7 separate regions of the Mus musculus genome follow, and regions 1, 2, 3, 4, 5 and 6 are each linked to region 7. The links are chromatin contacts, called in public ChIA-PET, Hi-C and HiChIP or PLAC-seq maps. All regions are on one chromosome and are shown on one strand. Each heading gives the region's core, a stretch centred on a gene start, on an enhancer-like site or on the middle of the called end of the contact. The rest is flanking DNA. Distances are from core to core; before and after follow the strand shown. Region 1 has its middle 16 kb from the start of Gm40770. Region 2 has its middle 19 kb from the start of Mdm1. Region 3 has its middle 38 kb from the start of Mdm1. Region 4 overlaps Gm32663 (a long non-coding RNA gene). Region 5 has its middle 12 kb from the start of Gm32141. Region 6 has its middle 5.8 kb from the start of Gm32663. Region 7 holds the start of Mdm2 (transformed mouse 3T3 cell double minute 2).

What was found. Hi-C and Micro-C count contacts between places; a contact is called where the count stands out from the background. ChIA-PET counts read pairs in DNA pulled down with a chosen protein or histone mark. HiChIP or PLAC-seq counts read pairs in DNA pulled down with a chosen protein or histone mark.
Region 1: an RNA polymerase II ChIA-PET map of memory CD8 T cells shows a contact between it and region 7, with 36 read pairs. The contact joins the enhancer-like site here to the promoter of Mdm2 in region 7. A contact is called at or near these places in 1 of 39 promoter capture datasets (embryonic stem cells), 1 of 484 Hi-C or Micro-C datasets (B cells) and 7 of 115 datasets of contacts at active chromatin or transcription factors (craniofacial prominence, embryonic forebrain, embryonic limb bud and 4 more).
Region 2: an H3K4me3 HiChIP or PLAC-seq map of embryonic limb bud shows a contact between it and region 7, with 3 times the contacts expected there. The contact joins the enhancer-like site here to the promoter of Mdm2 in region 7. A contact is called at or near these places in 3 of 39 promoter capture datasets (the C10 cell line, the HPC-7 cell line and embryonic stem cells), 1 of 15 datasets of contacts at CTCF or cohesin (the NIH/3T3 cell line), 8 of 115 datasets of contacts at active chromatin or transcription factors (the NIH/3T3 cell line, astrocytes, bone marrow-derived dendritic cells and 5 more) and 3 of 9 other capture datasets (adipose tissue, liver and pancreatic islet).
Region 3: a contact with region 7 is called in an RNA polymerase II ChIA-PET map of memory CD8 T cells, with 132 read pairs. The contact joins the enhancer-like site here to the promoter of Mdm2 in region 7. A contact is called at or near these places in 5 of 39 promoter capture datasets (the C10 cell line, the HPC-7 cell line, hippocampal neurons and 2 more), 1 of 484 Hi-C or Micro-C datasets (adipose-derived mesenchymal stem cells), 13 of 115 datasets of contacts at active chromatin or transcription factors (T-cell acute lymphoblastic leukemia, astrocytes, bone marrow-derived dendritic cells and 8 more) and 3 of 9 other capture datasets (adipose tissue, embryonic stem cells and liver).
Region 4: an H3K27ac HiChIP or PLAC-seq map of embryonic stem cells shows a contact between it and region 7, with 4 times the contacts expected there. The contact joins the enhancer-like site here to the promoter of Mdm2 in region 7. A contact is called at or near these places in 1 of 39 promoter capture datasets (the HPC-7 cell line), 9 of 115 datasets of contacts at active chromatin or transcription factors (embryonic stem cells, large pre-B cells, memory CD8 T cells and 1 more) and 4 of 9 other capture datasets (adipose tissue, embryonic stem cells, liver and 1 more).
Region 5: a contact with region 7 is called in a Hi-C map of B cells, with 45 read pairs. The contact joins the enhancer-like site here to the promoter of Mdm2 in region 7. A contact is called at or near these places in 2 of 39 promoter capture datasets (frontonasal cranial neural crest and maxillary cranial neural crest), 1 of 15 datasets of contacts at CTCF or cohesin (the NIH/3T3 cell line), 2 of 484 Hi-C or Micro-C datasets (B cells and natural killer cells), 12 of 115 datasets of contacts at active chromatin or transcription factors (astrocytes, craniofacial prominence, effector CD8 T cells and 9 more) and 2 of 9 other capture datasets (liver and pancreatic islet).
Region 6: a contact with region 7 is called in an RNA polymerase II ChIA-PET map of effector CD8 T cells, with 27 read pairs. The contact joins the enhancer-like site here to the promoter of Mdm2 in region 7. A contact is called at or near these places in 5 of 39 promoter capture datasets (the C10 cell line, embryonic stem cells, pre-B cells and 1 more), 1 of 484 Hi-C or Micro-C datasets (embryonic stem cells), 5 of 115 datasets of contacts at active chromatin or transcription factors (effector CD8 T cells and embryonic stem cells) and 2 of 9 other capture datasets (adipose tissue and embryonic stem cells).

Annotation. Positions count from the first base shown.
Region 1 is chr10:117,396,242-117,400,011 of GRCm38.p6, reverse strand. No RefSeq gene overlaps it. Among named protein-coding and RNA genes, the nearest start is that of Gm40770, 16 kb to the left of the region's middle. Within about 2 kb of position 1,696, at least 33 of the 459 cell types and tissues checked have an H3K27ac peak or open chromatin away from gene starts, as enhancers often do. A contact at or near this core is called in B cells and memory CD8 T cells, where this site is marked.
Region 2 is chr10:118,120,714-118,124,747 of GRCm38.p6, reverse strand. No RefSeq gene overlaps it. Among named protein-coding and RNA genes, the nearest start is that of Mdm1, 19 kb to the left of the region's middle. Within about 2 kb of position 2,682, at least 121 of the 459 cell types and tissues checked have an H3K27ac peak or open chromatin away from gene starts, as enhancers often do. A contact at or near this core is called in adipose tissue, bone marrow-derived macrophages, embryonic limb bud and 1 more, where this site is marked.
Region 3 is chr10:118,101,877-118,105,689 of GRCm38.p6, reverse strand. No RefSeq gene overlaps it. Among named protein-coding and RNA genes, the nearest start is that of Mdm1, 38 kb to the left of the region's middle. Within about 2 kb of position 2,444, at least 340 of the 459 cell types and tissues checked have an H3K27ac peak or open chromatin away from gene starts, as enhancers often do. A contact at or near this core is called in the HPC-7 cell line, T-cell acute lymphoblastic leukemia, adipose tissue and 9 more, where this site is marked.
Region 4 is chr10:118,043,443-118,047,543 of GRCm38.p6, reverse strand. All of the region lies in intron 1 of Gm32663 (a long non-coding RNA gene), which reads right to left. Among named protein-coding and RNA genes, the nearest start is that of Gm32663, 32 kb to the right of the region's middle. Within about 2 kb of position 2,538, at least 22 of the 459 cell types and tissues checked have an H3K27ac peak or open chromatin away from gene starts, as enhancers often do. A contact at or near this core is called in embryonic stem cells, where this site is marked.
Region 5 is chr10:117,433,325-117,437,528 of GRCm38.p6, reverse strand. No RefSeq gene overlaps it. Among named protein-coding and RNA genes, the nearest start is that of Gm32141, 12 kb to the left of the region's middle. Within about 2 kb of position 1,963, at least 152 of the 459 cell types and tissues checked have an H3K27ac peak or open chromatin away from gene starts, as enhancers often do. A contact at or near this core is called in B cells, effector CD8 T cells, liver and 2 more, where this site is marked.
Region 6 is chr10:118,005,369-118,009,330 of GRCm38.p6, reverse strand. No RefSeq gene overlaps it. Among named protein-coding and RNA genes, the nearest start is that of Gm32663, 5.8 kb to the left of the region's middle. Within about 2 kb of position 2,325, at least 55 of the 459 cell types and tissues checked have an H3K27ac peak or open chromatin away from gene starts, as enhancers often do. A contact at or near this core is called in effector CD8 T cells, where this site is marked.
Region 7 is chr10:117,708,543-117,712,508 of GRCm38.p6, reverse strand. Mdm2 (transformed mouse 3T3 cell double minute 2) reads left to right here and starts at 1,751. Exons shown (of 12, transcript NM_010786.4): 1 at 1,751-1,957; 2 at 2,481-2,563; 3 at 2,725-2,809. The coding sequence starts at 2,729.

The sequences.
Region 1 (3,770 bases), core at 447-2,946, 310 kb after region 7:
TGAACATGAGTTCAACTCAGAAATTAATCACATAGTTGCAAGCAAAGCTATTCTTTGCCCACAATGATGCAGCAAGCTATGTTTTGTTTTGTTTTGTTTTGTTTTGTTTTGTTTTGTTTTGTTTTGTTTTGTTTTGTTTTGTTTTAAAGATGGAGTGTTGTGTTTTATAAAAAAGAAAAAGAAGCCAGGGGTATGTTTGGTGGAGGCACAGTACGGTGTAGGGGAAGGGGTGCCTCTGCGGGCCCACCATGCTGAGACATCCCCCCCACCCCCCCCCAGGGACCAGCAATAGGACAGATATAGTATGGAATAGAGTTTGTTTAGGGCATGGGGAGGGGATAGGAGAGAGAGAGAGAGAGAGAGAGAGAGAGAGAGAGGGGAAGAAGGAAGAAGAAGAAGAGGAGGAGGAGGAGAAGGAGGGAAGGGGAAGGAGAAGGAGGAGGAAGGAAGAAGGAGGAGGAGAAGGAGGAGGGGGAGGAGGAGGAGGAGGAGGAGGAGGAGGAGAGGCTTAGAGGCCGGTCATGAGCACATTGGAGAGAGGAGGGAGGGGAATGGGGAGAGAAGGGACAGAAAGGGAAGAGGGTAAAAAGGCAAGAGAAGAGAGAGGGGGGAGGGGGTAAGCAGCCCCTTTTATAGTGATCCCAATACACCTGGGTGTTGCCAGGTAACTATGGGGCAGAGCCTAGACAAAATGCCAACCTGGAGTATCACTATGCTGCCCAGGCTGGTTCAGACTTACAGGGCTCAAGTGATCCTCTGACCTCAGCGAGGAGTCCAAGTGTAACTGCAGGCATAAACCACAGTACCTGCTTTTTTGAAGAAAGGGACAGTGAGTGCTAACTGACAGTTCCTGGCTCAGTTTGTGATTCTCTTCGCCCGAATATCCATTTCTTCCCATATCTTTTTCCTTTTTGTGGGCAACAATAATCAAATCTCATCCAGTTTCTGAATCCAGACCATAGCTTTTGGTTGTTAAAACAGGGTCTTATACTGCCTCTGCTAGCTTTATGCTCACTTTATGCCCAGGTAGGCCTTTAATTCACCATGCTGCTGTGGCAGTGTCCCTAGAGCTGGGATTGGAGGCATATGCCACAATATCTGCAGGTTTCCGTCTTCCCACCCAGTTATGTGTCACTTGACACAAGCTAGAGAGGAGGGAGCCTCGACTGAGAAAGTGTCTTTGCAAGATCAGGCTATAGGCATGAGGCATTTTCTTAATTAGTGATTCCTGGGGAAGACTCACCCCATTGTGGGTGTTTCTATCCCTGGGCTGGTGGTCCTTGATTCTCTAAGAGAACAGGCTGAGCAAGCCACAGGGTGTGAGGCAGAAAGCAGCACCCCTCCGTGGCCTCTGCATCAGCTCCTGCCTCCAGTTTCCTGCCCTGTTTTCCTTCGGTGATGTACAGAGAGACATAGAAACTTAAACCAAGTAAGTCCTTTATTCCCCATGCTTCTTTGGCCATGGTGTTTTATCACAGCAGTAGCGACACTAAGACAGCATCTTAAATATACCCTATACGTTCACGGAGCCTTTTGTCCCCTGAGCGGCAGTGTTCAGTGGGACCTGTGGGCAGGGAGCACACCCTAAGGACTGAAACATCATCAATGATTGGTCCAATGATGGGTTCATGGATTAGCGAAGCCCGATCTCATGGGGGAGGAGAGGCAGGAAGTGTAGGAGGCGAGGCCCACTTAGAGAATACTATGGTTTCCTGTTTCCGCATCAACCCGCCCTTCCTTCTCTGCTGCCCTGCTACCACGAGCTACATGGTTTTGCTCCACGATGCTCCTGGTTGTGCAGCTCTGCCTCCTCACAGGCCAAAAAGCAGCCGAACCAGCGTGCCATGGACTGAAAGTTCTGGAAACACGAGCCAAATATGCCCTTTCTCCTTTACATGGGTTTACTCTTAGGGGTTGTGTCGCAGCCACGAGAAGTAAGCACATTATGTCTGTTTTCCTTATAAGGTCCACATGATTCCTCAGCCTCCAGCCAATTTCCCTAAGTTAAAAAGGAGAAATAGGAAGAAAAAAAAATTTTTTAAGGTAAGTTTCAGTGTGTGACCTAGGCTTATCTCAAACTTCTGGGCCCAAACAATCCACCATTCAGTCCTTCCACCTCAGCCTATTGGGTAGCTAGAACTAGAAGCAGGCGCCAGAGAAGCCTTCCGTGAGTGGTGAAGTTCTGGGCTGGAGAGATGGCTCAGCGGTTAAGAGCCCTGACTGCTCTTCCAGAGGTCCTGAGTTCAAATCCCAGCAACCACGTGGTGGCTTACAACCATCTGTAATGGGATCTGATGCTCTCTTCTGGTGTGTCCGAAGACAGCTACAGTGTACACACATATATTAAATAAATTAATAATAATAGTAATAATAATAATACTAATAATAGTGGTGAAGTCCTGAACCAACGTCACAGCCATGTCTAGAACCAACTACTCAGGCCCACCAGACCCACAGGCATGGCAAAGCCCTGCCCTCACACCCAGGGTAAGGTTGAGAGGGATGTCAAACCCTTCCTTTGGTCCAAGTTCAAATGGTAACAATGTATCCAACAATTGTTAACAAACCATGGATCATGTGTTTGAAAAAACTAGCTTCCTTCTTTCAGCGGTTTTCAGCCTGAGACTTGTTCCCATGCAGAAGCAAGCTAACTTTTCCGGTCTGTGCTGGCCACCATAAAAGCATCGAGGTTCCAGGTTGTTGCGTAGTAGGGTGTCACTCCATCAGAGTGTGCACACCCACGTGGTCCCGCATGTGTCTGGGTGTCTTTTCTTTCTTTATCCCCCCCCCCGCCCCCCCCCCCACACCCAGTCAGATTTCCCAGCGCAAGTTGTGTGGGAAGTGCGACACCATAGAGCTTAGCTTCTGCTGCTGCTGCTGCTGCTGCTGCTGCTGCTGCTGCTGCTGCTGCTGCTGCTGCTGCTGCTGCTGCAGCTAGTACTGCTTACTGTTTAGAAGAAGACTACGAAGTGCAGAGCAGCCTCTGATTTGTTACAGTCCTCAAATCCCACGGTGTAATTGCTGCAACGACAACGAAGTCTGCTCTGGTAGTGGAGTACATTTCTGTTATCCCACCTGGAATGTCACACAGACTAATTTCCGTTCAGTTTAACTCTTTCTGGTTGTGTCCAGTGAGACAGACGCACTCCCACAACCGGCTGAGTTTGAGGCTTCTTTTCGAACACCTTTAGATCTATTGTATCTGCCAACTGTCTCATTTCCTACTGTATACAGATGCGCTCCAGGACAGGGCTCCACCCTAAGCTGCTCCCCCCCCTCCCCCCCCCCCACTCCTCCTCTTCCCAGTTTCTCCTGCTCCGCCCTCCACATCCTGTACGGAAACCCGATAGCCTACATGATTCCTTACCTATTTCTATATTTTATGGAGCTGTTCCTGTAAGGTGACCGACCTCCAAAGTGGTGATTATGTTGCTCTTCTGAATGTCACAGAGGTGATGCTGCTGCTGAACCGAGCCCGCTGTGCCTTCTCCAACTCAGTCGCATCCTGGATCATTCGATGGTCACTGCTCTTGATCTACTTGAGTTTTTTTTTTTTTTTAAGATTTATTTATTTATTATATCTAAGTATACTGTCGCTGTCTTCAGACACCCCAGAAGAGGGTATCAGATCTCATTACGGATGGTTGTGAGCCACCATGTGGTTGCTGGGATTTGAACTCAGGACCTCTAGAAGAGCAGTCAGTGCTCTTACCCGCTGAACCATCTCTCCAGCCCTAGTTGAGCAATTTTTGCTCGCTGAGTTTATATAT
Region 2 (4,034 bases), core at 1,433-3,932, 410 kb before region 7:
TTATTGTGCTTGCTAAGTGTGTGTGAGACTCTGTGTTTTATCCCCAATAGTAATAATAAAATAATTAATAATAATAATACCCAACTCCCCCTTTCCCACCCTGTTATCCTCTGCCCCAATACCATTCTCACTTTCTGACCTACCTGTTTCTTACATGTTGAAATCCGAATCAACATCTTCATTCTTCCTCCTATCTCAGTCTACCTGGTTTTCAGTTCGTGTCAACTTCCATTGTCGCCTAAGGTGCAAAAACCCACTTGACCTCATTCTTTCCACAACATTACCCAACCTCTGCCCTGCTTACACGTCGTAGCTGCTCAGAGTCCCTCTGTGGAGGTGCTATTGTGCATATCATAGGCTCCTGGAAGCTTGGGAAGCGGTCTACACTTCATAGCCTCTCTTCAACCCCCACTGTAGCGCACCTGGAAAAGTCACGAATATTAGGAAAGAGGGTCCCGAGAGGTGGCTCCGTGACTAAGAGCACTGACTGCTCTTTGAAAGGGTGCAGATCCAATTCTCAGTGCCCATATGATGGTTCACAACTGTCTATAACTCCAGTTCCAGGGAGTCTTCACCCTTTCTGGCTTCCTTGGGCACCAAGCACCTATGTGGTATAGACATACATGCAGATAAAACACCCAAACACATAAGATAATAATAAAATTTTTAATTAAAAAGATTGGGAATAAACTCAGCATACTTTGATGGTAATAATGATAATATTTCTTAAAGAAGTCTTTTTTTTTTAAGATTTATTTTATATATGTGAGTACACTGTCGCTGTCTTCAGACACACCAGAAGAAGCCATTCGATCTCATGGCAGATGGTTGTGAGCGTTGCTGGGAATTGAACTCAGGATGTCTGGAAGAGAAATCGGTACTTTCAACCACTGAGCCATCTCTCCAGCTCAATAATGATAATATTACAGCACAGCACCTACTGAAATCTGTTGCAAAGAATTTTATATCTATTAATTTGCTTTGTTCTCACAATAATTCCAGGAAGTAGAAACACTACTATCTGCATTTTACAGCTGAGAAAACTGAGGCCTGGAGAGGTCACATCAGCTGCCCGTGATTAACCACCAACCATAAGTGATCCTCACAGACTGAGACATGGGGCGGAGCGGGGGCCGGGAGGGAGGGGTGTAGCCAGATAGAGTCCAGAAAGGCTAAAGCATGAAAAAAAAAAAAAAATCCAAGGACTCCTGCTCTCCCAGCAGCGTAAAGTAGCTGTGTTTCCGTATTGTAAACTGAAAGGAATAAGGAGAATATCAAGGCTTGAATATACTTGGCCCAGGGAGTGGCACTATTAGGAGGTTTGGCCTTTTTGGAGTAGATGTGTCAAAGTCACTGAGGGGTTTTAAGACCCTCATCCTAGCTGCCTGGAAGTCAGTCTTCCACTAGCAGCCTTCAGACGAAGATGTAGAACTTCACCATGCCTGCCTGGATGCTGCCATGCTCCCACTTTGATAATAGGATTGAACCTCTGAACCTATAAGCTGCCCCAATTAAATGTTGTCCTTATAAGAGTTGCCTTGGTCACAGCAGAGAAACCCTAAGACAGAGATTGCATTAAGATGCAATTTGTCCTTCCTGTATATCTCCGATGCTAAACAAATCACCCACACACACCCTTGTCCCCAGCTTGTAAATGAAGTCATTGGGATTACTCTGAGCCAGCCAGGCTGCGATGAGATTAGTAACCCTTCGAATTGGCAACCATCCTGCCCGAGAAGGCACGCGTGAGATGTGTCTCACTCTGCAGTGTTCATATCCTCATTGCTTCATTGCTCATCAGGAACAGTTTGGAATATGTACAAATCAGTCTCCATGGTAACCAATGTCCTTATTGAGTCAGATGTCACCCCCCCCACCACCAAGTGGCAGCCCGTCCACACCTACCTGAACCCCGAGTCCTCACTCATCGGTAGCAAATGTGGGGATCTAACTCCTGCATTGCTGCCTGAGCTGCCCATTTTGGAACCCAAGGTTACAGCCCAAAGGCTGGACTCCTCACACTCGTCACCTCCTGCCTGTGAAACAGAGACTATAGGCCCTGTCAGTGAGTCACACAGCTCTGTCATTTTCCTGTCACCCAAGTAGGAATTAGTATCTCCTGACTTTTGCTAGGCAAGATGGGAAAGCAGAGACTCCCTATCTTAGAAAACCGTGCCCAGGGGAAGACCAGCCCTCTGGGAGTCTGCCTTGCTTGCTTCTTGCTTCATGGAGGCCTGGAAACCCTAGTTTCAAAGTCTTGAACAATGGTTATCTTTGCTAACTGTAGGGATTCTCTTAAAATGAAGGGAGAAATTAAGAAACATTGTTACTTTAAAAATATTATTCCTGAGTCATCGGTATTTGAATGTTTTTGTAGGTTCGGATAGATTCCATATGGGTGGAAGGCTGGAGACTTGATTTTGAAAGGCAAACAGGATGCTTTAAACAGGAGGCAACTATGTATCATGCTACAACATCTCCCTGTGAAGGGATGTTGGAGCTGACTCGCACATTCTAGACCGGCCTCTAGCATTTATACTGCCTCAACAGACCCTACAGTCTCCATCGCCCCAGAAGAGACTCAAAACGGCACACACACTCTGCAGGCAGATGTCAGGGTAAGCCCAACAGCCACAGGAAACAGACGCGCATTACAAAAGAGGCTCCCCAGAGACAGGTGTGCGCTAGTGTAACCATGGTTTTTAATCTCTGCAAATGCACTCTCTGTACCTGCGCGCAGCTTGTACAGTACGTTCAAAAGAAACGCGCTAATAGCCAACAGATGGTCCCTCTCTGGCGCTTTCTTATCACGTAGCTTTGACTTTGCAGCTTTCCAGAATAGAGTGAAGCTGATGTGTCAGCTTGATTTATACATCCCATAATGAACCTCATCAAATACCGCTACCAATCATTTACGTCATACTCTAAACCTGGACTGGCTAGCTCTCCAGAACAGAGTGTACCTGATGTTTAAGCCTAGGAACTTGATACACGCAGCATCATGAACCTTGTGAAATATTACTATCAATCATTTACGTCGTAATGGACACCCGGACTGGCCATGGTACAGGGATGGCGTGTTTGTTTGTTTAACACTCTGAAAGCTTCGCGTATTTCTTTTCTCTCAGTCCTGGGGATTAGCAACACAGCAACCATTTCCTTTCGATGGCTGCCGTCAAGATAACCATCCCTGCCTGATTTCTTTGGAACGGCTTTCCCACGCTGAGGCGGAATCCTATCTTTTATTTATCTTAGAGAAATCGGAAAGACGCTGTCTACCTCTGGTCTGACACTGGTGTGGTCTCTGTCATAAAAACCAATAGTCAAGTTCAACCCAGGGACCAGGAATTGTTAAAGGTAATCATTGCCGTCCTCCTGGGTCTTTGACTGTCCAAGTGTTTGCTCCACAAGACAGGCAGGAACCAAGATGTAATCAAGACTCTGGCTGGTCCCAGAGGACCGAACTGCGTGTGAGTCATCTTCCTTTGTTACACAACCAACACAGACACAAAGGGACCCAGCAACATTTCGTCTCCTGAAGTGTAGCCTTTCATTAAATTACCGTACGGCACAACTGTGTTTCTACTCTCGGATTTTACAGAGCGGGCGTAGCTCAGGGGGATTGAACAAGTCTCAGAAAGCAACCAACATACAGAGCTGCCCCCATGTAGAGCTCAGAACCTCTTAAGGAAGTGAAGTGGGCAGAATTATCCTCATGAGGGACCTGCCTGGGAAACTGGAGCTGATGGAACCCAAACAGCACCGTGGTTCCAAGTAATGACACCACCTTTTGTTCTCGGGCTCTTTTTCCTACCTAAATCCTGTCACCTGCTTCTTCCCTAGGGAGTGAGCTAATCGGTGGCTGTTACCTCTCTCAATGGGTCCATCTGGTTCACTGAAATCTATCTCACCTGGAATAGCAAAACAAAAGATGGTAAGACAAGCATGAGTCAGTCTCATTTCTATGTCTATCACCCTCGATTTATGAAAGAATCCATTAGCTTCCCATTCACGGAAGGTGTCAACTATAAGGC
Region 3 (3,813 bases), core at 1,195-3,694, 390 kb before region 7:
TCCTTTTCACCCTTTTCTCCTCTTCTTCCTCCTCCTCCTTTTCCTCCTCCTTCTCTTCCTCCTCCATCCTCCTCCATCTCCTTTTCACCCTTTTCTCCTCTTCTTCCTCCTCCTCCTTTTCCTCCTCCTTCTCTTCCTCCTCCATCCTCCTCCATCCTCCTCCATCCACCACCATCTCCTCCTTTGCCTTTTCCTCCTCTTCCTCCTTCTTTTTCTCCTCCATCCTCCTCCTTCTTCTTTTCTTCCTCCTGTGCTTCCTCTTCCTCCTCTTCTTCCTCCTCTTTCTCTCCTCTCTTCCTCCTCCCACAACTTCTCCTCCCTTTTCTCTTCCTCTTCCTCTCTGCCTCCTTCTCTTCCTCCTGCTCTTTCTTATCTTCCTCCTCTTCCTTCTCCTTCTTTTCTCCTCCTCCCCCTCCCTCTTCCCCTCCCCCTCCTCCTCCTCCTCTTCTTCTTCCTCCTCCTCCTCCTCCTCCCAGGTTGATTGGGCTTCCTATGCCCTTTCCCTGGGGTGCCCTCCCCCAGATAGTCATGTGATTCTAGCCCTCTCTCCCTTCCAGGTCTCAGCTCAAGTGCTTCCTTCCAAGGAGGCTCTTCCTAACCCTGTGGTGCGCCCTTCCTGCCCTGCCAGCCACCTGTACTGTGTGTTACATTGTTTACTGCCCTCCTCTTTCCATGGAAATGGCCTTTATATGAGGGCAGGGATTGTGGTTCCTTCACTCCAGCACCTCAAGTGGTTCCCCGGGGGAAAGGGGGAACACAGAAGAAGGAGGAAAAGGGATGAGTAAATCTATCTGGTATCTGTGGCTCAAAGCAATTTCTTTCATTTCTTTCTTTCTTTCTTTCTTTCTTTCTTTCTTTCTTTCTTTCTTTCTTTCTTTCTTTCTTTCTTTCTTTTTTCTTGTTAGTTTGTTGGGGTTTTTGCTGCTGTTGTTGGTTTTTTGGTTTGCTTTGGTTTTGATCTTTATTTCAGACAGATGAAGCAAAGCTACCTGCTAAGAGAAAAACATTAAAATAAGCTGCAGAATTTCAATATTATTAACTCATTTTCTTAAAATATGTTGGGGCAGGGAGATGGCTTGGCAGGTATTGCCACCAAACCTGGTGACCGGAGTTAGATAGCTGGAGCACCGTGTATGGTAGGAGAGAAGTGACTCCTACAAGTTGTCTTCTGATCACCACACAGGGTCTGTGACACCCACTCTCTTTCTCACAAACACAATAATTAATGGAAAAAATAATCAAAGCAAAAGTATACTTTGATTAATGAATACCATCTATGCTCTAACATCGTAAATGCTATAATTACCTACATCACACATATAATAACTTATAATGTACATACATTATAATTATAAATATTTTAAGTTGCATTATAAAGTCTCTAGAAAATAGACACCAAGTTATTGGAGGGTGGTAGTGACCTGACAGGACGGGAGGAAGCTAACTTTTACTTCCCGTGACTCAGCGTTTTCAGTCCGCTAAATGGGACACATTTATAACAACAGTACATTGCTTTATGATTTAAAAAGCACCAGGCCTGGTGGTGTTATGCCTTTAATCCCAGCAGAGCAGGAAGAGGCAGAATTCAAGGCCAGCCTCATCTGCGTAGTGAGTTCCAGGACAGTCAGTGCTAGGGCACAAGACCTTATCAGAAAAACAAAATGAACGAACAAACGAAAAACTGGACAACAGCGTGTTCTCTACTGAACTTTTTCCATTTTCGTTTCACTCCTCACAGAATGCTTTCCTTTGGATTTGGAACCTGGGTCGTCTGAGGGTCTTTTCTTCTCGAGAATCATTCTTGGTTCTCACAGAACCCGTCTCAGACGTGTGTGCTGTTTAGACAACTCTTGAATTGCATTTTTAAGGTTTTTGTCGTTGTTGTTGTTGTTCCAACTGATGGTTATGAAATAAGTTGTGAAATAAGAAATAGCTCATAAAAGACGGTCACAGTCCCCATTTGGGGGGCATCTATCTGTATGTCCCACACATTCTTAAGATTCCTATCTCCTGGGCATCTGTGATTTCCACATCGCAGCCTAACAGCATGATGCAATTGTCCCTTGTCACCAACAGAGATGCTGTGTCCTCCCACAATTTCACAACAGTCTTTCCCCTTCTGCTGGGCTCACGCCCAGCAAGGCTGTATGAAGGAATCTCAGGAGCTGAAATGACTCCGCCCTGTGAGGAAAGGACGCAGGATGCAGGGCCTGCCGCCCCTGTGCCCTGGCCCGTGTTTGTTGTTCTATTGGGCAATGTGGACAGCGGTTCACAAGGCAACACAGCCTCCACCCCTAGCAAGTGAGCAGAGCGCCTGGCTGGCGGAGGAGAGATGCTCCGCTTCTCTGTGACCACGCCCTTTCTTAGGCTGGGCGGCGCAGGAAGCCGACCGAGAGGGAGGAAGCTTTGAGCTGTGGGAACCTCAGCGTGTGGGCTGACAAAGATCTGCTCCACCCCTCACCCTGGAGACTGGCTCAGACCATGCCTTTCTCCCTCCTCAGCAACCCCCCTGCTTACACAGACGACTGACATGGTTCCATAATGTAATCAAGTCATGCAAGTGGAAATAAAGTAGAAACGAGACGGCATATCCTCCCCCCAACCCCCGCACAATTTTGAATGGTGATAGTGACAACCAGATAAAACCAGATACATGGTTTCAACTGATTGCTGGCGGGGGGGGGGGGGGGGGGTGGTGCGGGGTGCGGGGGGGGGGGTACCATCCTGCCAGAAACTTCTCCTTCTGAGGCAATTTAAAAGCATGTATCAAAAGCCTTAAAGGTTGTCTTGTCTACACTTGGGGAATTTAGCCTGAAGAAACACCAGGTGTGTCTATAGAATGTTGTTCTCATGGTCATTTATAAAGATAGAATACTTGTGGTGGCACACGCCTTTAATACCAGCACTCGGGAGGTAGAGGCAGGTAGATTTCTGAGTTCAAGGCTAGCCTGGTCTACAAAGTGAGTTCCAGGACGGCCAGGGCTATACAGAGAAACCCTGTCTCGAAAACACTGAGAGAGAGAGAGAGAGAGAGAGAGAGAGAGAATGAATACTTGGTTGTCATTCAGAATAGTATCTCAGAAGGACATTTTTTTCAAAAGAGCCAGACTTGGGCTACTGCATGAGCCCAAGACTAGCTGAACAGCAGAGACACTGCCTCAGAATAAAAATTTAGGAGATAGCTCAATAATAGATCACTCGTCTACCATGTGCAAGGCTCTAGCTTTGATTCTCAGTACCCACCCCCAAAAACAGTATTCCTGGTAAGGCCCGTTGCATCATCTGTAATATTAATATATATATTTATGTGAGGATATATCTATATATCCTCACATAAAATATGTATGTGTGCATACATAAAATATACTATGTGTATATGTGTACAAAGATAGGGGGAAGCACTTCCTTTCTCATGGGAGGGGGACACTCTTCTCTTGTCTGCTACTTCGAGCACTGTCCTTGGGTCTCAGCCTGGCTCCTGGCTACTCTTGGTTCCCAGGCTGTAACTTCCTCTCCTCAAATAGTCTCTGTCCTTGAGGCATCTCCTCGTCCACCCTTAACTCACTACATTTACCTCATCTCCTGTGTGGCTTTACTGTGCTGATGGTCCTTTGATAAAATATCTGTCTCCATTCTCCTCCCCCAGGCCTTTAGTGTATATCCAAGTATCTCCTAGAAATGCTCACCCCGGTATGATACCTTTACTTAGCCTCTCATAACAGAATCTAACTTCCTCTACCTCCCCTGCCCCAACACGCACAAACACCACACCCCTGCTTCTTCCTCATCACACCCAACCTCAGTAAAGGGGCT
Region 4 (4,101 bases), core at 1,289-3,788, 330 kb before region 7:
AGGTCCTGATTCAATTCCCAGCATCCACATAGCAGCTCAAAATTGTCTATTATTCCACATATATATATATGTGTGTGTGTGTGTTGTATATATATAAAATGTGTGTGTATATAACTATATATGTTGTATATATATAGTATATATGTGTTGTATATACATATATATAGTAGATATATAGTGTGTATATATATATAGTTTGATATATAGTATATATATATAGTTTGGTATATATTATATATGCACATATATATATAACATATATGTATTATATAATATATTAATATGTACATGCAAATGTATATATTTCAATTTCTATAATATTTATCTGGGTTTTTTTTACACAAGCTTTATATAAATTTGTATTGCTTAGTTTTCTGCTAGATGTAATAAAATCCTTGCCAAAATCAACTTAAGGAAGGATGGGTTTACTTTGGCTCATAGTTTGAGGGTAGAGTGCATTGTGGGAAGGAGGTCACAGCGGTGGCTGAGGCCACTGGTCACACTGGGTCTTCAGTCAGAAGTCAGAGAGGTGGGGGCTGACACCCAGTGGTCCTTCTTTCCCTCAGTCTGGGACCCCAGCCTATGGGACAGTGACATCCACATTTGGGGCAAGTCTTCCTTACTCTGTTAAAACTTCCTGAAAACACCTTCATGTGTTTCCAAGGTGACTGTACACCCCCTCAAGTGACAATGTGGTCCTCTTAGCTTATTTTAATCTAGAAGAATTTTCTGACATTTTATTTATTTATTTATTTATTTATTTATTTATTTATTTATTTATTTTTAATCATGACAATCTTTGAAAACAACACACCAGTAAAAAGAAATCCTCAATTCTGGACCATTTGGTTTTTACCCCAAGGCATCATTTAACCTGTTTTTCTAGTTTGAGTGTGCGGTTAAAAGACAAGCCTGATTAGACTCAGGCTGAGTTTGTCAGGAGCCCTGAGTGAAAGCATATAGCCCATTGAAAGAGTTTAATAGAAGGAAGTTAAATGAAGAGGCTGTTTTCCAGATGTGTGGGCGGGCATAGGGAGTAACACCCATGGGGGCTGTCTGCGTCCCTGTCCTCAGGACTGAGCTGATGAATAAAGCTCTATGGGAGTTGTAGTTTTGAAAGAGATCCCCACAGTGAATCCCCAATCTAAAAGTAACACAGCAGCCATTGCCTAGCGTGCACATAGGGAGAGTGTAAGGCAGTGGAGCCTAGACACCATACCACTCCTCTACCCTGGGCAAACCCCCTACACACACACATACACACACACACACACACACACACACACACACACACACACACACAAGACCATAGTTGATAGGGAAAGTCTACAGCATCCAGGGCTAAACCAAGACAGACACCAATGTGTTGATAAGGGTAAATGGAGGAAAACACACAGCTCAAACATTTTGGCCTAGGATGCTTATAAGATACAAACAACCGTGGAATGGAAATATTTGAAAGAAATTATACTGACCAGGTTCAGCATAATTTTTTCCTTTATATCACTCCCCCAAACTATCTGCATAACAACAATTTACAGTGTGCTCCCTATTATACTTAATTAGGGGACGATTTAAACTATACATGAGAATGTGCAGGCACTATACGGAAACATCGGTTTATATAAGAGTTTTGAGCATGCATAGGTTTGGAAGATCATAAGGAGTCCTGGGACTATTCCTTACAAATGCCGAAGGCAGCTTCATTCTCCAAGATCTTAGTTCAAAGGTCACATACAAGAAACATCCAATAAATATTTGCTGTGTTAGCAGGTGGGGTGGTCCACACCTTTAATCCCAGCATGCTTAAGGCAGAGGCACGCAGAGGCAGGCAGAGGCAGAGGCAGACAGAGGCAGGGGCAGGCAGAGGCACGCAGAGGCAGACAGAGGCAGAGGCAGGCAGAGGCAGGCAGGGGCAGGCAGAGGCAAGCAGGGGCAGGCAGGGGCAGGCAGAGGCAGTCAGAGGCAGGCAGGGGCAGACAGAGGCAGGCAGAGCTCTGTGAGTTCCAGGACAGCCTCTGGTCTTTAGAGCAAGTTCCAAGACAGAGCTACACAGAGAAGCACTGTCCACATAAATAAATAAACAAACAGACAAATAAATAAAAATATGCTGTATTGAGCTCCTCTGTGGAAGATCCCCAAGCTGAACCTAACAAGCTCTCACTGTTTCAGAAAGTCCCCCACCAGGCCCCCAGCCATTCCCCTCCTAGTTAAAGAAGACATTCAGTCACTCAGCCATCTTTCACACAATGTATTCTTTTTGGAAGCCTGGGGCTTGCATTATTTCTAACTATGAAAACATACCCGGGGTCATATAATACAACCACTTCAATCACCCTGCAATGTTTCAGCTTGCTTGGAAGGTGGCTTCTGATTTCCAAATAACAATTTGCCTTTAAATAGAATAGATTAGTTTTTAAACCGGGCATCTAAAGTGTTCGGCATTTGCATGTAAAAGTGTCATTAGGTTGAAGTGAGAGTGATGCTCAGTGCTTCACAAAGGAAGTGATTGAAAAACCTTCTCTGTGGGCTGTAAAGAAAAAAGACTGAGGTGTACTGAGACTCTCAGCCCCCCTCCCTGTCCCAGCCAGAGGCAAATGGATACATTGTTATATAAAACCTGGAGGCTCCCTTTGGCTGGAAGATCTTAATTGAGCTATGTAAATTTACCAGTCCCACCTGTCTTGTGACTAAGCTAAATTGGTTTGCATCTAAACCTCATTATCCACACATAGGAACTTCAGTATGGCTTGGCAATATAGACATCTGTTGGACTGCATTTTCTTGTCAGTAAGACTAGAAAGCTGAATTGATTAATATCTATAGTTACCAAGCACTCTAACTCCATAAATCTTTTGGGACTCTATAATGGATCAGATATACTTCCTATGATACTGACTGAAAATATCCTAAATATATATTATATGTAAATGCATATAAATACATATAACATATGTAAATAAATATCATATATATGATATTTACATATATGATATGTACATACCCTAAATCTGAGCGAAAGATAATTTGTTATCTAAAGAACATGTTTAGCTTTATTCAATACCTTTAGATTCCCAACAAAAATATTACAGCGGGGGGGGGGGGTTGCAGGGGGGGTTGCAGGGGGGGGGAACTACCAGACATACTGAAATTTTCAGTGGATTCAATTCCTAGTTCTGCCAACTACAAACTGTATGAAGTTGGTCAATTTACCTACCCTTAGCACAATAGGCAGAATGTCTCTGATGCCAGACCTTACCAGTCGAAGGCTGCCCAGTGTGTGGTGGTGTTTGAAAGTGGGGGTCTCTGGAAGGTGACAAGTTCCTGAGAACGAACAAACAAACCAAAACAACCATGATCCCTAGAAGGCCTGTGTCACCAGAAGTGTCACAGTCTCTGGCTTTATTACTGGAATAAGTGAGCTCTCTTTAGTCTCTGTGTAGCCAAGTGAGATCAAGTTCCAGGGTGGCACCCATTTCGGTGAGTCCTGTATTCAATTTGGCCTGCAGTGTGGCTGGGGTGAGCGAGGCCTCTCTGTTACCCGCCCGGCTAGAATGGAACAGAGTGGCAAGCAATTCCCCCAAAGGAAAATAAATATTCCTGTCGCTGCCAAAAGATACTGAACAGATAGAGGACTGCCAAAAATCACAACAAAATTTTCCACTAAACACCCCGTGCTTTTTGTATTTTGGCATCGAGGAAAGGTTTGAGAGATGAAAGTATGTGCGGAAAGCTTTAAACGCACTGCGCGTGCCTGCAGTTTCAGTTCTCGGCAGGTAGACGCAGGACAGGCCTGGGACTAAGGAGGCGTGGGCTTCGATCCCAGCAGCTCTGAGGCTGGCTAAGCTGCTAAATTTTCATTGGCCACACCCGGCTGCCCAAAGGGCCTTCCTCTTCTGCATGAACAGTCTCTGCTCCCAGGTAGATCATGAACATAGCATCCTCTAGGGATCATTGCACACCTGTGAGCCAAACTTAGTCCTCTGCATCTTTCTCCGTCGTTCGCTCTTTGTTTCACCGCTTTGGTGAACTGTTGCTCTCCAGAGTCTCACAAGCACTGACTGATTTTATGTCCTTTTTTTTTTTCCAACCTGGATTCTT
Region 5 (4,204 bases), core at 714-3,213, 280 kb after region 7:
GGGAAGACGTTTCCCACGGTGCTCGAGTTTCGCTTCTGTTGAAATTATTAACCGACTGCTTTGGAATTTTTGAAACGTCACTTTTCTGCTAAGACCGGGTATAGATTTTTCTGAACTTCCCAAGTTCTTAGGAGAAACACTAGTATTTTTAAGTTCTTATGTAATGAATTCGATGATTTATTCACTGTAAATATCACCCTGCTCTTCGCTTCCAGGACTTCTGCTGACGGGGCGGCTGTTGCATAAGCACCCCGTAAAAAGGCCCTGTGGAAACGGGCCTGTGATAAAGAGAATGTTATTTCAGTAACTCGCTGCAGGACTCCTGGGACCAATTTATGTCTCTAGTTACATAAGCAGTCCGGTTTGCTGCGATCCTTGGACCACCACCGTGGGCACCTGGAAGGGCTGCTGTGAGCGCATAAAAGCCAGCTCAGCTGGACACCAGGCTTAGAGATGGCTGCCCACGGGGCTGGATGGAAATGTAAAGGCCAAGTGGAAATTACAAACCCAACCGTGAGAGGCAGCCAGAGGGGGCTGGGAGTGGGGACGAGGGCGCTATTTTAGGTCTAATGAGAGGAGAATTTGAAGCAGAAAGGGCAGGACACATTTGGACAGTAGGTGGCGCAATATCGTCCTCGTGTTGCTAAGAATTAGACCTGGAGGTGATGAGAGGAGTCAGGTAATCCAGGAGCAAACTCAATAGACAATTGCCGTGGAATGCATACATTTACACACACACACACACACACACACACACACACACACACACACACACACACACACACAGAGAGATATGCTTAGAAACCTGTGGATAGAAGTAACAACCCTACTGTAAAACTTGAATGCATTAATGCTCTCAGTGTAATTGTCCCCTATCCCTCCACGATGTTCCCCGGAAGTGCTCTGTCTACTCAACAATGGACCAAAGTGCTGACTGAGTGCATCACATCCCAGACACTTGCTGTTGACACAGGAGAGTCCTGTGCTCCAGGTCCTCTCTGAAGGGTGTGCCCTTTAACGGAGAGAGGACCTCATTCTTGGTGCAGCCACCATGCCATGGAAAACAGATGCCCATAGCCGGGGAAACCTGGCTGGCTTGAGGACCGCCCTGGCTTTGTTCTGGAATGGGTGGAGGTTTGCTTCAGCAAGAGTTTGGGTTCTTCTACTTGAGATGCTGGCGATACGGAAGAATCCAGAGAGGACAGAGGGAGTTTGGGAGAACAAGGCTTGCCCTTCTGGGACAGATGGCCAAAGGCCAGCCACAGCAAGGAGATTTGATCCAGTGTTAGACCTGCCGCTCAAAGGCTAAACAGAGCGTGGGACCCCTAACGGCAGAACCTGGACTAAATGGTAGGTAACCAGGCATCTTGTGAAAACGCAGAGTGGGTGAGCCAGGTAGTTCAATTTTAAACTGAAGCAAGGAGCTCAAGAACTAGACGTGTCCTCAGAGAGAAGCGAGTGTTTAGCAGTTCCTGGAGTATCTAAAGGAGGCCGATGCAGAGCAGAACAACGTGGATTATTCAAGAGATCTAGAAAAGGAAGGTGTCAGCATAGTGCCGCGTGTGTGCGTGCAGCAGCATCACCAGAGAGCTGGGCCGGCGCCACATTCTGGGCTCTTGTAACTGTATTAGCCTTGTGCACTATGCACAGAGCAGACGGAAAACTGCCCCGAGGACTTGAAATTAATCTGTGTGGAATAAACATATTACACTGGATGCTCACAGGTACACGGTCAGTTCAGATAGGTAAGGCAGGCAGTACAGAGGCCAGCAAGATCAGAACTGGGGGAGGGCATCAACAAATCCAGAAAATATGAATCCAGTGTGGGGACGCGGACCTGCCCTTCCCCTTTGCTTGTATGTCACAAAAACTGCACGTTTCCTGATCACAGAGACACCCTCTTCCGACCTCAGCTTGCGGTGAGGACGTGGACTACCACACGGTGGCGCTGCCGTCTAATCGTTTGTCTCTTAGGTCATCCCGTTTGTCGTGATGGCCACCACGTGTGCGTTGACCGCCTCTTCTTCTTGTTAGCTTACAGGCTAAACGAGATCTGGGAGCCACCATGAAAGGGAGAATTCTCCCTGATGGAGTCGCAAGATTCCGGCCCTCGTCGCAGTGACATTTTTCTCTCATTGGTATGCGTGCTCTTCAGTCCCTCGGGACATTTCAATGATAGAGGTCAGCACAATCAACAAAGTCATATACTGTCACTGCTGAGGTCAGATTCCGGGCCACGGGAAGGCCTTCGGGTCATTTTTATTTACTCTGTCTCTTTGTTAGCGCAGAATTCTGAAGCTCTTACTGAGCTGACCCTGGTTGAGAGCATCGTGGCTTGACTTCCTCTTCTGCCCAGTCTTGCAGCTGATCCTGAGGGTACTCTTTAATAAGCACACTGAAAACAAGTCTGAAGCACCGCCATTATTTGAGAGAATGAAGTCAACACTCAAAGAGAAGCGGAAACCAGAGAGAGAGAGGCTGGGCACAGTCAACCGGAGAGCCAACTCTAATGCAGGCTTCCTGTGGTTTGACTTGTAACAACCAGATGGTTCACGTTTGAAAATATTCTGTCTCCAGGCTGGTTTGAGCCGGCTCTTTAAACAGATAAGAGGCGTCTGAACACACTGTATGGGCTATTCTTAAATATTAGTTTAAAGGATCCCTCGATTTAGACAGCTTGTTGAAATTCTTGTCTGATAGCACATACAAGCTACTTGAACATTCTGCATTTTGATTTCTTTTATTTTCTTTAAACTTTTTTATTATTAATTAACTTACTCATCTGTGTTGAGCCAGGGTCTCAAGTACCCCAGGCTGGCCTTGGACTTTCTATATAGCTGAGGATGGCCTGGATCTTCGGATCCTCCTGCGTGCTGGGATTACCGGCACGTGCGACCATACCTGCTTTCTGGAGAATAGGGAATTGAGCTGTGGACTTTGCACAAATTTAGCAAGCACTCTGCCAGCTCCCCCAACCCCAACCCCAACCCCTCACCCCAGCCTTGCTTGGTTTCTTCAGTGCTGAATTAACACTAGCAAGGACCTACTTCATGGCACTATTGGACGAATTAGATGAAGAAATACACGCAGGTTGCCTGGAACAGGGCTGGACACATTAGGAACCTCTTCAAGTTATTGGCTCCAGGTTCAGGTCACCCGTTACCTGGGACTTTCTAAGAAATACCTTTGCTGCTCTGAGGATTGGTAAAATCATGGCAAAAGATGACCAAGAACTCGTCTGGAGTTCCAGGAGGCGAATGCCTAAGGGAGCGAACTCAGTAGCAAGACCGAGGGACTCTGGCACAGGGGGGAGCCTAGGTCTCCTCAAGCTGTCCTTGGGCGGTGCTGCCAGCACCATATGCAAACAAGGTTCTGTCTTCACCAAAGCTGACTCTCCCCACCCTCACCCCCAAGTAGTACATTTCTGCAACATTGGCTAAACAAAAAAGGGCAACGAGAATGCACCTGCCAACCGCTAGCCTGAGGTTTCCGTTGAGCAGCGTTTATGGGGCAGTATATTATAGAGCAGGATTTTTTAATAAGCTATTTTTAAATAATAAATGAATATAGATTGTATAAAATCCCGTTGATGAGGTTGCTGTGAGGACAGCAGTCCTCCAAACCCCCCACCCCCTTAGGTTCTACGCCAACAATCATGATGCCATAAACAATTCCATTACTCCTTATTTATGTACTGTATCCAGTCTTGGTGTTTGTGTTGTGTTGTGTTGTGTTGTGTTGTGTTGATTTTTGGCTTTGGTTTTGTGTTGAGACAGGGGCTTTCTATGTAGTCCTGGAAGTCACCATGTAGCCCAGGCTGGCCTTGAACTCACAGAGATCCATCTGCCTCTGCCTTCCAAGTGCTAGGATTAAAGACCAAAAAAGATTTTGTAATGACGAGTTAATCATAAATCCTTTACAATTCATTCGTTGACTTAAAACATGAAATTTTAAGTTTCCTCTAGTTAATTCCTCATTTAATCTTATAAATTTTATATTTTTTAACCTTGAAAATAAATAAAAAAACATCACACACCAAAATTAACCAGGTCTGAATCTGTACAACTCTGTGAACTTCTATACAGCCCCGCCCCTCAGATGGAAGTACGCCTCCTGCCCCGCCCCCTCAGATGGAGGTGTTCATCCTGTCCCCATTTGCTGAGATTACTCACTTGGGCCACCATGTGCAGCCTAACTGCTTTTA
Region 6 (3,962 bases), core at 1,076-3,575, 300 kb before region 7:
AGATTAATGGCCAGTTGGGAGTACTGGGAATTGAACTCTGGTCCTCTGGAAGAGCAGCCAGTGCTCCTGACCACTGAGTCATCACTCCAGCCCCTCACTGGAACAATTGATACCAACAGTATGATCATCAGCTACTCTGGACTCAATCTTGAAATATGAGCTGTGCTAAGCCTGTTGGAATTCTTCAGAGTTCTCTGGCTTCCAAATGCTTCTGAGCTTGATTCTGAGTCTCTTGGGCCAAAAAGAAGCAACTTACAAACATCTAAATCCTAAACTGCTTCCAAACGACACTGCTTCAAAGAACTCTGCGTGAAGCAGCTCCTTTGCTGCTTGAGCTACCTATTGACTGCGGTTCCTTGGCTGTGGTTGTGATTTTTTTTACCCTTGAAAACACAACGCTGGACTCAAAATCAACTGATACTGATACTCAAAATCAAGAGATACCGAGAAGGTCTCTCAGCAACATGAGACAATTAGGGTGACCAAGGTTCTCTATTTATCCAGACGGACAAGGGTCCCAAGATACGGGACTGTCCCCTTTAAAACTGCAAGGTCACTAGCTAACTAGTAGCAAGCTAGTCATCCTATCCCAGGCACTTTATTGGCATATCAAGATGGTATTTGTTTCTGGTTTTTTACTATCATGTACTAATTGTTTATGTATGTATGGATGTATGGATGTATGGATGGATGGATGTCTGGTGTGATATTTCTATGCATGCACTGATCAAATCCATTTTTTTGTTGTTGTTTTGGTTTTTTGTTTGTTTGGTTTTTTGAGACAGGGTTTCTCTGTATAGCCCTGGCTGTCCTGGAACTCACTTTGTAGACCAGGCTGGTCTCGAACTCAGAAATCCGCCTGCCTCTGACTCCCAAGTGCTGAGATTAAAGGTGTGCACCACCATGCCCGGCTCAAATCCAGTTTTAAAAGCAAATCTTTTTCTCTTAATAATCTTTAAGATGTGTCCTAGAACCAAATGTTGCAGCAACCCAAGATGCTAATTACCCATTAATGTCTTTAAACAGCATTTTTTTGTGGCCTTGCAGAAAACCCAACGTTTAAATCTGTGACAATGAACACAGTAGGTTAGGGCTTCCGTAACACCCCCGACGCAGAAGAAATACACCACGCAAATGAAGAGCAAACCTGACACAGGCAACAATGGTTCATTTCGGTATGGAAAGCCCTGGCAGGGACTTCTACAGAAACGCAAGCCTTCAGCATCCCCTAGGAGCCTTTATTCACTGCCAGGAAAAGCTGGGACAGGAGACTTCACTTCTCTGAGGATGGGGGTGGGGCTTTACCTCACTTTCCTTATTCAAGGGCCTTCCTCTGCCCCCTGCCCAGCAGTAATGGAATGAGCAACCCAAATAATGTGCACACTAATTAAATCTTCTATAGAGGTGGGAGGGAAAGAGTCTGGCAAGAGGCCAAGTCGTTTTAATATTTCCTGGGGGAGAAGAGATAAGAACTTAGTCAATCTAATCGAAAGAAAAAGAGACAGAGAGACAGAGAGACAGAGAGACAGAGACAGAAAGAAAGGATGGAAAGAAAGAAAACAAAAGTGAAAGAAAAAAAAAGAAAAAAGTCTATTCCTTCAAGACTCAAGCACCCCAGTTGTAATTGATTGATACCATTTAGAGGTAATCTAGCAGCACTGAATAATTTATTTTAAAATAACAGATGTGGAAACATGAAGCTACACTAGCCACTGTCCAGCAGCACATGTACTCATGATGAATACCATGCCAAGATCAAGCCTTCGTCTTTGTTTTAAAGATTTCCAGACACCTCGTTTTAGTAGTTAAATTTAGGAAGGCAGTAATTTCGAGCCAATGGGTGAGACTGGATTATAAATCTTCATTCCATGAATACAGGCCAATCTTACTGGGCACCGTGCAGGGACGTCAGAAAGACAGTAGAGGATGGAGAAACAGGCCCGCCCTTCACCACAGGCTTGCTTCCGTCAGATCCTTCCTGGTGATAAAACACCTGAAATACATCAACCTATAGAGACAAAAGACTTAGTGTGTTCATGGTTTGGAGGGGCTGACTCATGGTCTCTGGATTATAGTTTGATCAGTGAATAATTGAGTCTGGTACCTATCTGCCAGGACTCCAATATCTGCCCTGTGGAAAGTGAGAGACCCAGCACTGCCTGTGTCCTGCCCACAGCTGGGACCTTTCTGAGTCCTTTGCATAGCGTCTGCTGTGAGGCAAGATTTCTGGTCCACATTTCTGCCAGTGTTGACCTCACTGTCTACTCTCCTATCACCGTAGTGAGACAGACGCCGTGTCAGGGAGTACAGCTGCTGCCTCCTGTGCCCAGGAAGCAGAGTAAAAGGAAGAGGCTGGAGGCCCAGCAGTCTCTTCAAGGAGAAACCACCAACTACATACCTTCCTTCCGCTAGTCCCCACCTCTTAAAGGTCCCACCACCACGACCACGAATAACAACAATATTCCCAAAGCAGTATGACTGGCAGCCAAGCCTTTAACGAAAGCCCCTCTGAGGAATATTTAAGATCTGAATATAATAAGCGAGGAAGACCAACAATAAGTACCAAATAAATAGAAGAAATAAATTCAATGATCAGAGGCAGTGATAAATCTACTCTCATCTCACATTACAGCTCCGTGAACCACTTATAACATCTACGAACTCTCGATTTCAGCTACTGTTAAGACAATAAGGTTGGGTTTTTTCCTCAATGTGGTAAAAGTCATGTGTCTCCATAAAGAATGATTTAACACAGTATTCTAATTTCTCCCACTAAAAGAACCTATATTACTCACCATAGCCTATTAAAGTATTAGATTGGTATTTGTTCTATCAACATATTTAAAGTCCTATAAATAATTTACAACTTTAAAATACAAAGCTTTACAAATAGCCTGGCACTCCCTTCCTCACCACTAATGAACACTCCTTTTCTTGCTAGTACATCTAACACCTGTTCTTTCTAGTTTCTAGTACAAACAAGGCACCAGCCATGTAATACTTCTGTCAGGGTGGGACAGATTATAATAGAGATGAACATTTTCAGGGGTTTAGCATCATGGCCTTCATAGAATACACATGTCCATGATGAAGTTGGCCAAGCAAACTCACTGAACTGCTATTAGTATAAAAACAAAGCACATACAGCTATGTACAGACTATACTCGATAATATCAATAAAGGACTCACTGGGCATGCTAGTACATGCCTGGTGTCCAAGCACTTGGGAGGCAGAAGCAGGAAGATCAGGAGTTCAATGACAACCTCAGCTACAGAACAAGTTTGAGACCAGCCTGAGATCCAAGTCATTCTTGAGTGTGGTGTGTGTGTGTGTGTGTGTGTGTGTGTGTGTGTGTGTGTGTGTGTTTGATTTAATCTCATGCTATTTTCCCCCACCGTGGCAATAGGCAATATCACATACACACATGCACACACACATGCATACACATATACACAAGTGTGTACACATATATACGCACACATATACACATATACACATACATACATACATACATACACACATACATACATACACACATATACATACATACATACACATACATATACACACACATACATGCATACATACACACACATACATATACACAACATACAAACACATGCATACACACACACACGCCTAGGGATATAGTGGACCATGCCATCTAGATGTATGACATATATTCTCACAGACACAAGCTTGCTTAGTGATATATTTCACATAAACTATCTCCAATGTTTAATATCGTGACTGTAGAATATGGGATCAAGTCTCTGTTCTACCTCGGATAGTTTCAACCATCGCCTACTAGCAGAGGAGCAGGCAACAGAGACAAAGCGTGGTCCCATCAGCTTCCTCTCCTGGAGCCTTTTGGAATGGCTGCCCTGCTCACCCCTCAAACTCTACATATTCCTTTCACTCCCTGAGGAATGGCTACCACTTCCCAGCACTTCCCTGTGAA
Region 7 (3,966 bases), core at 502-3,001:
AGCCCAATTGGGCTACTTCATCTCCCAAGGCTTGGGTTCTGTGAGACAGGTTCTCTGTGTGCAGCCCTGGCTGATCTGCAGCTCACTGTGTGGACTCGTGGACACACTATCTTGAACTCACTTGTCTCTTCGTCTCTACTGCAGGGGTCAAAGGTCTATGCCACCATGCCTGGCTGAAGGTTATTAAATTTAAAATGAATATTCACTCCATTCCTAAGGGGAGAAAGGTTTCTGAAAAGTCCTTAATCACGAACTGTTGGGGAAATGAAGGCTGTCAGTAAGAAGTGGCAAGCCCCAAAGAACGAAATTACCTTTCTCCTTTAGGTAGGTTATCAATGTTACTCAAATTAGCTTTAAATTGCTCAACTCAAGCTATCCTCCTGCCTCAGCTTCCTGATTATCTTTGACTGTGCAAATGTGCCACCACCCCTGGTTTTAAGTCCTTTAAGATCTGGGGCTTTTGCTTTGGGGACCGAGGACTGAACAATGCAGGACCTTCTCGGTGCCACACACCCTCCGTTCTTAGATGTACCTTAAAAGGTGGACCCAGACGGCTGTTGCTCTGTACCTGGGATTACACGCACACCATTATATCTGGCCTTATCAATGCTTTTCTTTGACCTGCGTCCACACTGCCTAAAGCAGCGTCCAGGCCAAACTCCTATACCTTATAATGCTATCTTGGGCCCTCAAGATGACTAACAATTAGAAAGTTTGTAAACACTGGAGTGTATGTGTTGAAAAGGCCAGGCTGATTTCATGACAAGTTTCAAACTGGCAGTTAAGGGGACTAGGCCTAAATCTCTGTTTCCAAGAACTGGGCAATTCCGGGCAAGTCCGGGCCTCAGAAGCTGCCCCGCCTGAGGCAAGGACAATGGGTCAGCAGCAGTTTCCAGACTTTCTCAGCCAAAAGTTTCCAGCCCTCTCACCCCGGGAATGGAATGTCCCTAAAGATGGACCCAATAGATTAACATAGAGGTCACCTATCCCAGAATTCGCTAATATGCTTTATGTCAGGTCTGCAAACTCACTTGGGTGTCTCTATCTTAGTAATGGGGAGAGGAGACACCAGAATGCTGACTTCTGCAGATTAAAACATTCTTTGCGTTTACATACTATGAGCCCAAGGTGTCATGGACCCTAACAGTCTTTGAATTTTTTTTTTTAATTTTAACTTTAATTATGTGTATGTCTGTGCACACAGGTGCGGTTGCTCATGGAGACCAGAAGAGTGTGTTGAGTACCCTGCAATGACAGAATTTGTGTGGCGTGAGTGACTGAAAACCTAAAAAGGAGCTGTATGCACTCTTGACCATGGAGCTATTCATTTTTTATTCATTATTATTTATTCACTTTCCACCCCGCTCTCCGTTCCCTTCTGGGACACCCCCTTCTCACAATTTCCTCCCCGTCCCACTCCACCCTCTCTCACCTTGCCTATTTTTAAAGTCTTAAAAAAAAATCACTCATTTGTATACAACTTCAGCTGCTGGCGGGATGGATTTAAAAATACTACCCAGCTGTTAGTCTTGCTTTTCTTTTGGTAGCAGCAGCAGTCGGATAGGAACTTGCCTAGCGACCATTGCGGTTTCGAGCGGTAAACACAACCGCGCGGCCCCTCCCCACCTCCTGCGCGCTCCGGCACCGGGCGGCCGCTAAGCCCCGCCCCCCGCCTCCTATTGGTCCAGGAGGCGGCGTCGGGCGTGCGCGCGCGCACGCCCCGATGCCCGGATGGCCCGTGGCTTCCGGCGTTCTCTCCGCGGACGGTAGGGGGCGCTCGTCACAGAACTCTGCTTTGTTAACGGGGCCTCCGGGGCCAGCGTAGCCTAGGAGCGGCCGGTGAGGAGCCGCCGCCTTCTCGTCGCTCGAGCTCTGGAGCGACCATGGTCGCTCAGGCCCCGGCCGCGGGGCCTCCGCGCTCCCCGTGAAGGGTCGGAAGATGCGCGGGAAGTAGCAGGTACCCGCTCCGTGGGCGGCGGAGAGTCCCGATCATTCCCTCTTTTCCGCGCCCTCCGGGGCCTACTCGTAACCCGGGCCGGCTCGTGGGGTCGCGGGGCACGAGGCTGGGCGACCGTTTGCCCGCGCTGGGCCCTGATGTCATTCTGCGGCCGGGGGTGTGCGTGTGGGTGGGAGTGGGGGGTGGGGTGGGAGATGGCGCGGTTAGCACGGCGCATGCGCGGGAGGGGACGGAGGGAGGGGGAGGAGGGAAGAGCGGGGGTCTCCCAGCAGGCCCCGCGCGCGGGGGGCCCGCTCCGGGGTCGCGCTGGGCTCGTTGCTGGGGTCCAGGAGGTGACAGGTGCCTGGTCCCGGACTCGCCGGGATGCGGCTTCCGGGACGGGTGGGACTGGGCTGGGCCGAGTTGACTCAGCTCTTCCTGTGGGGCTGGTCAAGTTGGGACACGTCCGGCGTCGGCTGTCGGAGGAGCTAAGTCCTGACATGTCTCCAGCTGGGGTTATTTAAACGCTGCCCCGTTTCCGCAGCCGTCTGCTGGGCGAGCGGGAGACCGACCGGACACCCCTGGGGGACCCTCTCGGATCACCGCGCTTCTCCTGCGGGCCTCCAGGTAAGGGACAGCTCGCCGACGTCGTTTTGCATTTGAGAGCTATTGCCGAAAGACGTTTTCTGTCTCCTTCGTAAATGCATGTATCTATTTGTCCCTTTTCGTAGATGTTTTATAATTTCAAGTTTTTATCGTGTGTGTTGTTGTTTTTTTTCTACTTGTAGGCCAATGTGCAATACCAACATGTCTGTGTCTACCGAGGGTGCTGCAAGCACCTCACAGATTCCAGCTTCGGAACAAGAGACTCTGGTTGGTATTTCTGCCTCGAGTGTGTAAATATAGCTTGTTTTACCAGGTAATCGAGGAAACAAAATTGAAACCTGGATTATCGCACAGTCGTTTTAAGTATTTACCTACAAACTCTTAACTTTCTCGATTGCAATTGCATTAGAGAGTGGTCACTGCGACCTATATTTCCACAGCCCTTCCCCTGACGCAGGCTTTAGAAGTGCACAGTGTGTGGGTGCTGCTGGTTGTGACATGATGTTCTATCACTGTTCTAAATGGTAAACCGAAAGTCATAGAAGCATCCGTGCTTTTTGTGAGGATTTTAGTTATGAGAGGAATGCATAAAATATATAAAGTTCCAGTCTTTGCTCTGTATCTCTTTAAGTTTTCTACTTTATATTAGCATATAAAGGTGTTCTACAGCTTGTCAGTAAGTTACAAAATTACTTTTAATAGCTGCATAGGATTTGATAATGCGATTGAACCTCAGCCTTTAGAATGTGTGTGTATGCAAGTACTGTACTACTGAGCTGAGCGACAGTCTCAGGCTCACGACTACTGGGGGATGTAAAAGTTGCCCATGTGTTTGAGTAAAGTAAGGGTGAGGAAGATAGGGAACTAGAATCCTACGTCCTGGTAACCACATTTGATTGCAGACTGCTCACTCTGCTCAGCAGAGGTCATGGCCGTCTTCGATCCTGCCAGCACGAATATTGCCAGCCCTCGTTTTCCCTTTCTGATGTAATTTCATACATATTTGTGGAGAATACATGTATGCAAGTTAAGTCAGTTCCTACGGTTACTGCTCTGTGGAGTAAAATGTATTGTTTCAGTGGGCATGTCCCAGATCTCCAGTTAAACAGCCTGTTTGTTCTGGGTTTGCCAATGTCTCTCTCTATTTACTCTCGCTCTTCCTTTCCTCCCCCATTTTTTTTTTTTGCATATTTTAGTAGCTTGCATAATTTTCAAGTATAGTTAACCTAAGAAATTTTTTTTTACAAGGACTATAATCTGATGTCTGCCCCATTGAAGGTATCAAATTTGTTTATTTTGATAATTTTTGAATTTTCTTGTAATGCTTTGGAGGAATTCTTCCATTTCAAGATTATGCACATATTTAAAGTATTTTCATATAGCATTTTAAAAACCTTTTCCGGGTAGATCTTTATTCAGAACTC